2 separate regions of the Mus musculus genome follow, and region 1 is linked to region 2. The links are chromatin contacts, called in public promoter capture Hi-C maps. All regions are on one chromosome and are shown on one strand. The core of a region is the stretch at or near the end of the contact, and the rest is flanking DNA. Distances in the headings are between cores, read along the strand shown.

The links. Promoter capture Hi-C pulls out the DNA fragments that hold promoters and counts their contacts.
Region 1: a promoter capture Hi-C map of neutrophils shows a contact between it and region 2, with 3 times the contacts expected there. The contact joins the enhancer-like site here to the promoter of Fam174a in region 2. A contact is called at or near these places in 4 of 39 promoter capture datasets (the C10 cell line, HPC-7-derived erythroid cells, macrophages and 1 more) and 5 of 9 other capture datasets (adipose tissue, bone marrow-derived macrophages, liver and 2 more).

What each region holds. Positions count from the first base shown.
Region 1 is chr1:95,529,720-95,532,526 of GRCm38.p6, forward strand. No RefSeq gene overlaps it. Among named protein-coding and RNA genes, the nearest start is that of St8sia4, 140 kb to the right of the region's middle. Within about 2 kb of position 1,547, at least 11 of the 459 cell types and tissues checked have an H3K27ac peak or open chromatin away from gene starts, as enhancers often do. A contact at or near this core is called in neutrophils, where this site is marked.
Region 2 is chr1:95,312,259-95,315,295 of GRCm38.p6, forward strand. Fam174a (family with sequence similarity 174, member A) reads left to right here and starts at 1,370. Exons shown (of 3, transcript NM_026321.4): 1 at 1,370-1,992. The coding sequence starts at 1,559.

The sequences.
Region 1 (2,807 bases), core at 297-2,796, 220 kb after region 2:
CTGGAGTTCTGTTCTTATCCTTGTCTGTCATCAGCTATATAATACCGTCCTATAGCCACAGATGAGTGTACTAATGTCCTCCTACAGGGACCACATACAAGTCATACTACAGTTACATGTATGTGCTTAGGAGGTGAACATTGCCCTTGCCACCATCAGCAAATCCTCTGCTCTCTCTGGTATTAATGAGTATTAGAACCTAATTGTTTATAGCAGATCTGCCTGGGAATAAACTCAAAGGCTTCTAGCCCTCTTTACTGACCAGCACAGAAGATGGAAAAATACTTTATGCTACATTACAACAACTCGTGAAGATTAGAATAAAACTCAGCAATGCTAACTAGAAATTTAGTTTATGTTATTCAATCTGTTATTAACATGAGCTCTGCTCAATACAAAACTGGCTAAGGATGTTCAGAATAAATCATTGAGGAAAATCTCAATATATACAATGTTTGAATGATCTTTCTACAAGAATATCATATTATATTTTTATATTATTATCTTAAGGTAGATTGTCATTATATCTCCCAGACTATCCTGGGATTCACGATTTTCCTGACTTTCCCTCCTGAGGATAGAGATTACAGTGGTCGCCCCTACACTCTGTTCCATTAGTATTGAAAAACCTGGATGGTTTCAGAACTCGAAGAGCATATGTTATAAAATAATTAGAAGAGAGTTCTAGGGGTTTCTCTTCCAATTCCATATATATCCTCCGGATTGATATATGATCTTCTTTTTATGATAACATTGCTGAAGACGTAGGGCCTGATAAAATGTATTACTTTGAAGTCATGCTTTAAAAAATACATCACAATTTAAAATACCGTTACTGTTTTTTATATATGCCCGAAATTATGTGATACTATCTACATTCAACCAGTTTTGCATGTCCAAATAAAATTTAGTAATCTAAATTGAAAAAAGTTAAGTGTGTAACAAGTTCATAACTTAATCTCACTGTCTCATTGTTTTAAAATATAGGCACCTTTCGGCTGTCATGATAATTCTCCAGGGAAATAATACATTAAACAGGATTTAAGACATTAACACTTCTCAGTCCCTGAGGAGTAAACATTTTGATTTCTAGATGTTGGAGATTCTCACCCTTTTTTTAAATAAACAATGTCACTAGAGTCCCCTGATTCTTTCCTAGGCTAGCTGCTACTTCACGGGAAACCTTCTCAAAGTGTCTAGCTAGAAGACAGACTAGGTGGTACCTCTTTCATTGGCTTCACTGTTATCATGATAAAACAATGAACCAACTTGGAGGAAAAGGATTTGTTTTTAGCTTACTGTACATCATTTCTATCAAAATGGTAGTCAGGGCAGGAATTCAGGTCAGGAACTGAAGTGAAAAACCATGGAGAAATGCTCTCTTCTGGCTTGGTCTCTCCGACTTGCTCAGGTTGCTTTCTTAGACAACCCAAGACTCACTGTCTTCCTGTTCAGGAGCAGAAGCACTCACAGTGGACAGGCCCCTTCACCATCAACTACGATTGAAAAAAGTACCCACAGGCCAAACAGAGGAGCAATTTCTCAATTGATGTTTCCTCTTTTCAGGTGACTCTATTTTCTGTCAAGTTGACGAAACCTAACCATTGCAGTACCTTACCTCCTTTCAGTCATTTACAAGGTATTTATAAACATAATACCTTCATTCTGCTTATTCAGAAACAGGTGGGCCTCTCTTGTCTGAAATGTTATACCAGAGGGATCAGCATCCTTCCTGGAACAGAGCAGGTGTTTAAGCCTAGCTCTGAGGGGATAAGAGAATAAATGAGTACCACCCTGACAGTGGAGTCATAGCAGCTGGTATGTTAATCAGTTGGTGAAGAATTGTGATAAAGCTTTTGCTAGGCTAGCACTTGCCTTATCTGTTGCAAATCACTCTGTTTGATTGTTATTGAAGATGAAATCTTTTTGACACCAGTCTTTTCCCATGTTGTCACTTTGGCTTTTATCCTCATTCTTATGACCTATACTTTATCAGTTCTCCTGCCCACAAACATTAATCTATAACTTCAAAACTCTATATATGGGGATTTACAAGAGCCACATAATCAAGATCATTGTTTGTCAAAGGAAGTTTTCACACTAATATTTCAATAACTCTTTGTGGGAGTCAACATTACTATTTTTAGACAAAGGACTTACATATTCCATATTTCTTTTTTATTAATCATTTTATTCATTTACATTTCAAATGATATCCCCCTTCCTGGTTACTCCTCTGCAACCCCCCTCTCCCCCCTCCCCTTTGCCTCTATGAGGGTGCTCCTCCACCCATTCACCCACTCCTGCCTCACTGCTCTAGCATCCCCCTACGCTGGGGCATCAAGCTGCCACAGGACCAAGGGCCTCCTCTCCCATTGATGTCAGATAAGATCGTCCTCTGCTACATATGTGGCTGGAGCCCTGGATCCCTCCATGTATACTCTTTGGTTGTTGGTTTTGTCTCTGGGAACTCTGGGTGGTCCAGTTAGTTAATATTGTTCTTCCTATGGGGTTGCAATTTATATTTCTTTATGTGTGTATACATGCTTGTGTTGTGAGAAGTGGACTTGCTCTCATCTCTTAGAGTCTATATTCTCACGGAGAAAATAAACAAGGAAACAAAATCCACTGCCTATTTTAATATAATCATTATGTAGAGATCATGTCAGCAGATTAATTACCATGATCTGCATGCACTTTGGTTTCTTTTTCTTTGTTATGTTTCTTTTCAATCTTTACTAAGTACACAGTACATTATATAAAGTTGAAATTTTGACCTTATATATGTCTTTAATGCATCCTTCTCT
Region 2 (3,037 bases), core at 120-2,619:
AAGATCTTCAATATTTATGCAAATAACCAAATACTGGTCTTTTCTGCCAAGCTTACGTGGGCAAGGCCAAACAATCTTTGGGTATCTGCATAAGTAAATTACACAATTAAAAAAGCAGCTAGTCATATCATAATGCCATGGCTGTGCATTTCTGTATGTGGTCACTGAGTCCAGGTTACTGGGAGCTTATCTTCAAGGGACTGGAGTCAGAGACAAATGGCTAATGGGTACCAAGTTGGATGCTTAGCATAAAATGAAGTTTTGTTAACCCTCACAAGGGAAATACTTCAGCTCTTGTTTGAAAATGCCTGCAAAATTAAGTAGAATTCACAGATACCTGTCTTGTGACGTTCTGCATTTTAAGATTGGAACAGGCTGTCTAGAACATGTCTTCAGCTGTGATTTTAGAGGTCCTCTATAGCTACTGCAGTGTCTTCAGGGTAATCCTAATAGTTTCCAGGACATGGACTAAATTGCAGTTCCAGACCCTTAAACAGCTGACTCTTGACAGATGTCTGAGAAAGCCTTTTAAAAAATCTGTTTATAATAGACTGAAAGAAAGCTCAAGAAAGAACTAATCATATTTATACACAACCCATGCTCCAATGCCCCAGGCAGGTGTCTGGTTTTTCTCAGTGTTACTTGATGGAAATCTTAGATAAAGGCAACATTATTCAAATGTAAGAGAACTAAATTTGGAGTTCAAGTTCTGTAAAGTAAACTAGAGTAGGCAGATCACAGCCCCAGGTATTTGCTAAGGTAATATACAAACTTTCTCTCTTCCATAAGTTCAGGGATAGTTTTGCAGCTTGAGGCAGCCCATAGCAAAAACTAGTTAACAGGGGCACAATTTTCTTGTTGGTTTTATTTCAAAAGGATGACTGTAGGTCTCTGGAAATTGACAAGAGAGGTTTTTACAAATATTTACACTTTAAAGGGGGAAAACCTGAATAAACAACTTTACATTTTCCAAAGAAAGGGATTCCAAGAATAGTCGATACCCTTACAGCTAGAAAAAGCTCTCTTTAAAGTTTGTGATCCTCCTGAGGGAACTGAGAGGAAGTGTTTACTGATTAGATGTAGTTATGAAGTTTGACATCAAGGAAATTAAATCGAGTTTCCTATTGCTCCCGTTTCCCCACTTGGAAAGAACTGTAGGCATAACTGTTCATCTTGTTCAGGTTACCCACTCTGGCCCAAGCCTTTTCACTATTAGGAACACTCCTGAAACATGGAAAACCTAGTTGGGACCTCTCAGAGCGTCCCACAGCTACGCGTGCGCAATAGGCTCGAACCTCTGACGTCACTGAGCGCAGCCCGCCCCTACATATTAGCAACCGGAGGCGTCCGTAGCAGCAGTGGCTGCGGGGATGTACGAACTTCCGGTTGTCCCGGCAGGCTGCTGCCGCCGCCGCCGCCGAAGCCACCCGGCGCAGTCTCAGCCACCCGCTCTCCTCCGGAGAGTCGGCTCTGCGGTTCCGGCGCGCCCATGGTCGGCGCTGCGGACCGGGAGGCCGGCCCGGCGGCTGCGGCGTGCTGAGAGGCCGGCGTGGAGACCATGCCGACCCCGCGCGGCTGCTCCGGGCCTTGCCACTTCCTGGCTCCGGCCTTCGTGTTGTTGTTGCTGCCCGCTCTGAGCGGGTCCGGGGCGGTACCGTCGATGGTGGTCAGGGAGGTGCAGGAGTCCAAGTCTCCCAAGCCCGGGCCGCACACGCTGTCGCCGCTTCCTCCGGGCCCCACCGCGGCCCAGCCTCGGGGCCAAGCTCAGTCTGATGCTGCCGGGCTGCCAGGCGCGGAGAGCCGCAATGACAGCATCCCCGGGGCGGGGTCTGAGGCGGACGGCCTCGAAGGGAAGGCCGGAGAAGGTTCCCAGGGTGGCAGCCTGGCCGTGAGTCCCAGTCCTGGCGACAAACCCATGACCCAGCGGGCCCTGACCGTGTTGGTGGTGGTGAGCGCCGCGGTGCTGGTGTACTTCGTGGTCAGGACCGTCAGGTGAGGCACAGCCTCGATGGGCACCCCCTTGCAGCCTAGACCTGGCTGACAGGTGACCTGCTCCGTGAAGCAGGGACAATGTCTGTGACCTGGGCTTGACTTAACCCCTGCCCCCGCCCCAGCGTCAGGAACTGGAATCTAAGACCATCTGGTTGGCTGTCTTAATGGCCTGTGCTGCCTTAGCTGGTGACACAAGCTGTTGCCTTTCCTTTAGAAATCAGTAGCCTAACCTCAGCATCTTGCTCTCTGAGGCTTGCCTCTGCCTTCACAGACCCTGAAGTAGAAGTGCTCTTCCATCCCCAGGAATTTTGATTACAGTGCGGTGAAATACTTCTCTCACTACTCTGCAGTTGGTGTAACTAACACGTTTTGCCTGTTAGAATGCACTCCTATTTCTGAGGCAGGGTACCATAAAAGTAGCGCACAAAGTCCTGATTGGATGTTTCACTTTTGCAAAACTTGCCAATTATGTTTCTTAGATGGTGCCCTTAATCTATCCCAAAGTTAAATTGTCCTCAATTAATTGGGCGCCACATCTCTGGAGAGGTGTCACATAGAGGAAGACCCCCAAGCAGAAGGGGCTAGCTAGCCAAGAGAACAACTGTGGTTTCCCTTTCCCTAAAATGAGAGCAGATGGTATTTTGTGAGATCTGTACTGGTTTGTTTATTTCCTGTTTTCCAAATTACTTCACACTTTCCCATAACTACACACTACCGTTACTTAATGTCCTTAAATCCTCAAAACGAAATGTGGATTTTTAAAAAATAAGTACTTGTAAATGGAAAGCCAACATGGCGTGTCTTAAGTGGTTGATTAAAATGGTACGGTGTTTCTGTGTCGCCCAAACAATCTTATGGAATCTGTTTTTTTTACAAGTCTTCCTTAGCTCCTACTTTACATCTGTTTTCCAAATAACACATTCTCTTACAAGTGTATGAAATACAAAATATTTACTGGTAAGGCTTGAAATTCTACATTGGAACTGATATCAAGAAAATATGTCTTGTCACATTTTAGTGTTGTATATATTCTTAAAAAGAATCA